2 separate regions of the Mus musculus genome follow, and region 1 is linked to region 2. A link is a contact called in public HiChIP or PLAC-seq data. All regions are on one chromosome and are shown on one strand. The core of a region is the stretch at or near the end of the contact, and the rest is flanking DNA. Distances in the headings are between cores, read along the strand shown. Region 1 overlaps Pik3r6 (phosphoinositide-3-kinase regulatory subunit 5). Region 2 overlaps Stx8 (syntaxin 8).

The links. HiChIP or PLAC-seq counts read pairs in DNA pulled down with a chosen protein or histone mark.
Region 1: an H3K27ac HiChIP or PLAC-seq map of large pre-B cells shows a contact between it and region 2, with 2.7 times the contacts expected there. The contact joins two enhancer-like sites.

Annotation. Positions count from the first base shown.
Region 1 is chr11:68,518,587-68,521,393 of GRCm38.p6, forward strand. It overlaps Pik3r6 (phosphoinositide-3-kinase regulatory subunit 5), which reads left to right. Exons shown (of 20, transcript NM_001081566.2): 2 at 1,606-1,701. The coding sequence starts at 1,689. Among named protein-coding and RNA genes, the nearest start is that of Pik3r6, 17 kb to the left of the region's middle. Within about 2 kb of position 1,390, at least 40 of the 459 cell types and tissues checked have an H3K27ac peak or open chromatin away from gene starts, as enhancers often do.
Region 2 is chr11:68,016,224-68,018,923 of GRCm38.p6, forward strand. All of the region lies in intron 5 of Stx8 (syntaxin 8), which reads left to right. Among named protein-coding and RNA genes, the nearest start is that of Stx8, 51 kb to the left of the region's middle. Within about 2 kb of position 1,333, at least 13 of the 459 cell types and tissues checked have an H3K27ac peak or open chromatin away from gene starts, as enhancers often do.

The sequences.
Region 1 (2,807 bases), core at 140-2,639, 500 kb after region 2:
TTGTATGTTATACATATACATCACATGTATGCCTTGTGCTCATGTAACTGAGGTTACAGACATTATGAGTTGATATGTAGGTGCTGGAAATTGAACCCAGGTCCTCTGCAAGAGCAGTCAGTGTTCTTAACCACTGAGCCATCTCTCCGCTCCAATATCTCTACATTTCTGTTGATTTTTTTTTCTTGACTATCAGTTACTGAGAGAGACAAGCTGACATTTCCAACTATAATAGTAGATTTTTCAACTTATGCTTTAATTTTACTAGGTATTCTTTCATGAATTTTGAAGCCACACAGGTACACACACACACACACACACAACTATATGCATGTTCCTCATGAATTGAGTCTTTATCATTTTATAATGTCCCTCTTTATTCCCAGTAAATTTCTTCTTCTGATATGTACTTTGTTTTACATTCATATAGCCACCTAGACTCCTTAACTTTAATTTTCTTCGTATTTTCATGGTATATCTTTTTGTTTGTAACTAGCTTATTTAAACTATTGTTTAAACTTTATTGTAGACAGCATAGAATTAACTCTGCTTACCTTTATGTCATGCAAGTCAGGCTTGGTGGTGCACTCTACTAATCACTGCACTTGGTAAGCAGAGGCAGGAGGATTGCTGCAAGTTTGATGTCAGCCTAGAATACATAATTAACTTGGGGTCAGTCAGAGCTACTCAGTGAGATCCCATCTGAAAACAAATAAGCAACCCCAAACCTTTTCTTCAGGCTACCCATTCTGGCAACCTTCTCTTGGTGAATTTAGGCCATTTACATTTAATGTAGTTATTGTTGTATCTCGAGATCTGACATTTTTATTAATACTCCTGTAGTTTGTTCTTTTTTGTTGGTTGTTCCTCTGACAGACAGGAATGGTAGCAGATTCCTCTTCAGCTCTCAGGATCATGAACTCTGGGCTTGGAGAGATGCGCTTCCCTTTTTTTGACTCCTTGGCATCTTTAAGCCACCACGTCCAGCACCACTGCTCTAAGCATTGCATGAGTCCCTGGGGCTATAGCAGAAAATGAAAGCGTGAGAAGGAGTTCCCCATCTCCCAAGTTTAAAGAGGTCTTTTCTGCAGCTCAGACAACAAACAGGGGCTTTTTCTTTTTAAACTGAGGGTGAGGGGGGGATTGTGTGCATGTATGAGAGTGCAGACACCCATGGAGCAAGCCCATTGGATTCCCTGGAGCCTGACTTGTTACAGGTGGTTGTGAGTTGTCCACTATGGATGCCAGAACTGAACTCTGGTCCTGTGAGGAAGCAGTACAGACTTTTAACTCCCGAGTCATCTCTCAGGTGCCCCACCCTCACCCCACCCCCAACCTTTAACTCTTTTCTTAGACTGCTGGACTGGCGTCATGCCAGGCTGGTTATGGAAGAAGGGGGAAAGCAGAAGTCTCATTACTAGATCATTCTTCCTTGAGTTCTGTTTCCCTTCTGCCCTCTTCCTGATACTATGAACTGTTTAGAATGCTTAGGTAGCTGCCCCGTGTCTCCCGCTTGGAGTTTGCAGCTGCGGCTGGCAGGCAGGGATCCTGGATGTTACACCTGCATTTCCTATGCACACTAACAGGCTGCCTCTTATTTTACAGAAATCTCTGTGTAGAAACCACCATTCTACGTTCTGCTCTGCTGCTTGAGACGACCACATCCTCCCCCATACAGGACAGACTCCATGGAGAGCTCAGGTCAGTGTGTAGGGTTGGGGGAGGGCGTGTCCAGAAGGCCTGGCTGCTCAGTGAAGAAATATTTTGTACATCTATAAGTCAGTCAAGGAATGCTAGCTGATGTAACAAATGACCCCACATCTCAGAATAGCTCAGCAATGCTCACTTTACATGGAATCACAGTCCAGTCTAGGCTCTAAGCAGTCTTCTGGTATCTGAGGATACAATCTTGTGGCACCATCTTCCAGGGCTCAGTGGGAACGGTATGGGTACAAGGTGTGAAATTCTAGGGTCAGTCCTGCAAATGACAGGCTTCACTTCTATCACATTCCATTGGTCAGAATTTGTTGCGCTGCTCTTCTCTAACCACAAGGGAGTCTGGGAAATGTAGTCTTCCTGTCTACCTTGATTTGATGAACAGTTAGCATTGTGTTGAAATATTAATAATACCTAATTTTACCAGGTGGTGATGGTGTACACCTTTAATTCCAGCACTTGGGAGGCAGATCTCTGTGAGTTTGAGGCTAGCCTAGTCTACAGAGTGACTTCTAAGACAATAAAAGCTACACAGAGAAACTCTGTCTTGAAAAATCCAAAATAATAATAATAATAATAATAATAATAATAATAATATAAGGTATACTTGTAATATCCAGCATCACCAAGATCAAGAGTGTGTCCTTCCCCTGTGGAGCTGGGCTTGCAAGGCCTGGGCACTGGGGAGAGTCAGTGATGGGCCTTCTATTTGGCTGGGGCCTCCTGAAGTGGCCAACCATGTTGTATGGCCTAAAGGGAGATGAAGACTTCCTGTGCTCTGGGAAAAGTTGGTTCAGAAGGTTTCTATGTGGCATCCAAAGACACAGTGCTTGGTGCTCCGGTGCCTTTTCCCTGAGACTCTGTAACACTTTTTTCCTCCTGGTCTTAAGAAGTCTCACCTCCTTGAAAGGAGAATATTACCTTTCACTCCGTCTCCTTTTGGACAACCCAGGTCAGCTCAGTTAGATAACTGGGGTCTCCACGGTCAGACAAGGAATGGAAGCCAGTGAAGACAGGAAAGGTGGTGGGGAAAAAGCAGAGAAGCCATGCTGAATCCCGGGCCTGCTGTTTCCCGGCGCCTGCCCATCATC
Region 2 (2,700 bases), core at 83-2,582:
TGTGAAGTGTGCCTCCTCCCCAGCTCCCATCACCCCCTCCCCACCTCCTGCTGTCTTAGGAGTCTGTTGGTGGAGTTCCTAAGTCAGCATAGCTTGGTCTCCATTATTTTGTAGCTGTTCTTTCTAGCTTTGCGCATTTGCTACAGACTTCCTGGTCCCTCTGCTGGAATCTGACCTCAGGGTCCTGTGCACGCTGGGCAAGCGTTCTACAGCTGATTCCCATTTCTAGCCTCTTCCTTTTTGTTGTTAACATGGTGATGATCTTTTGCTATGGGAAATTTCAAATGTATTAGAGTAACTTGTATTCCTTTCCTTATCCTGCTTCAGTAATTATCTCCCCATACCTAGTTTGGTTTTATCTGTGTGTATCCAGATACCCACCTCTAGGATTGTGTATATGTATATATACATATGGCACACATTCCCATGTTTTTCACACATGTGAAGGTTAAAGGTCACTTTGGGTATCATTTTTCAGAAACTGCCTACCTTTTTGCTCCTACTGGGACCTGATGCCTGCCAGGTAGCTAGGCCGGCTAGTCAGCAAGACCCAGAGGACTCCTGTCTCTGCTACCCCAGTACGTGGATAATAAGCACATGCCATAACACCTAGCTTTCACTGTGGGCTCTCGGGACTGAACTCTGATCCTTATGCATATGCCCTGGGATTATTTTTATAGTGAACTCCAGACATTATGTCATTTTAATGGTGAATACTTGAGAATATTCTATCTAAATACTATAAAATATGTTTATAAAATATAAGGACATTTAAAAAGAAATGTTTATTTTTTTAAATTATGTATACATCTCTGTGTGTGTGTCTATGTGCACATGATAATCTAGATACCCATGGAGTCTAGAAGAGAGTGGCAGATCTGCTGGAGCTATAAGTGAATATAAGCTGCCCAGTGTGGGTGCTGGGAACTGAATTCCAGTCCTCTGTAAGAGCAGCCTGCGCTCTTAACCTCTGAGCCATCTCTCTGTGCTCAGGACTGGTTTTTAAAGACTACAATGCAATTACCACGCCTGCCAAATGAGAAATAATTCCTCAGTCCAATCAAACAGCCAGACAGTTTCCTATCTCTCTGTAGTATTTCCTCTAGACTCCTTGGTTCAGGGTATGAATGTAGGCCATCCATTGTCACTAATAGGTATATCTCTGAAGTGTTTTAACAGTATTAATGATCTTATTTCAAACTATTTTATTTTCCTGTGCACTTTCTTTGTTAAACAGGATTGTTTACTCTGTAGTTTCCCCTTAGCTAGTTCTTGCAGTGCATTTCCCATATGTTGTTCAGCATATTCTGTGACCTAGATATTTTCTGTAAATTGGTAGGATTTAGTGGCTTGCTTAGAATTGGGCTTGTTATTTTTGGCATAATACTTTCTGATGACTCTCCCTTTGTTTTTTATCTACCACCACCAAACTGTCCTCCCACAGTTGAGTGATTCTTATTTAGAGGATGGTTTTCCTGAATGTCTAAAATAGGAAGTATCTCCACACCTAATGGCTCCACGGGGACCCTCAGAAATGATCGTCTTAGTGCTCCCACAATAAATTAGCACACATATAGTGCATTACTCACATCGCTACAGTTTGAAGGGCAGAAGTTCAGTTTGGGTCTCCAGGGGCTCAGATCAAGGTGTCAGCTGGCTGCTTTCCTTTCTGGAGGTCCAAGGGCAGAATCTGTCCCATTGCCTTGTGCGGCTTCTAGAAGATCCCCATTTCCTTGACTCATAGCTCCGTCTTCAACGCCAGCAACTGCATCTCTTTAACCCTCTGTCATGGCTCCCTCTGACAGGCTGGGCAACCTCTGTTTCTCAGAGCTAATAGAATTGTATTGGGTCCACCTAGATTCCGCAGCCTCATCTCCTATCATACGCCTTCATCTTCACCACATCTGCAAGGTTGCCTTCTCCATGGAAAGTAGCATAGCTGCAGGTTCCAAGGATTAAAACCTGGACAGCTTGGATGTGTTGGTGTGTGTGTGTGTGTGTGTATGTGTCTGAGTGTATATGTATGCACATGCATGTGCATGTACATGCTTTCCTTTTTCCACGGTGATCCAGTCTTAAAATCTACACCGCTGTAAAGTTGAAGAACGACTCAGGGTCTGGTATGTTGCAAGCATCCCATTGTGACACAGCACCACGGCCTTCAGCCTTGGCCCGTGTGACAGAATGCGGTGGATTATGGAGAATGAGCTGTTACAATGTCCCACCTCTGCTGTTTGTAAGTCGATCGTCTGCAGTGAGTCCTGGCTTATTTTTGTTGGAAGCAGCCTTTTATTTTGATTATTACTAAATGGTGAAACCATTGCCTCTTAGAAATGTCTGTTTATAGCTCAGAGGAGCTTGGGTGATTGACATGATCATTTTGAGCTGCCCAGCAGCTTTGGCGTCTGGACTGTGGGATGACAGTTGATTATCCCAGAGTTACACAGTGAGGAGGTGCTCTAGTTGATGGCAATCACAGGACTAGGGGAGTTTCTCCTCTCCTTCCTGATATGCACTAGGGAGAACTTTAGGAGACGACGAACTTGGGAGAAAAGGTGAGCGTAGCTATTTTTTACTAACAATTTGTATTCCGACTGAATGAAAAACAGTGTCAGCACTTCAGTGTCTTTTCCTAGCTGACAGCCTTAGAGGCAGTTGCTTTCCGCTTTCATCCATTTTCCCATCATTTCACAGGGCACT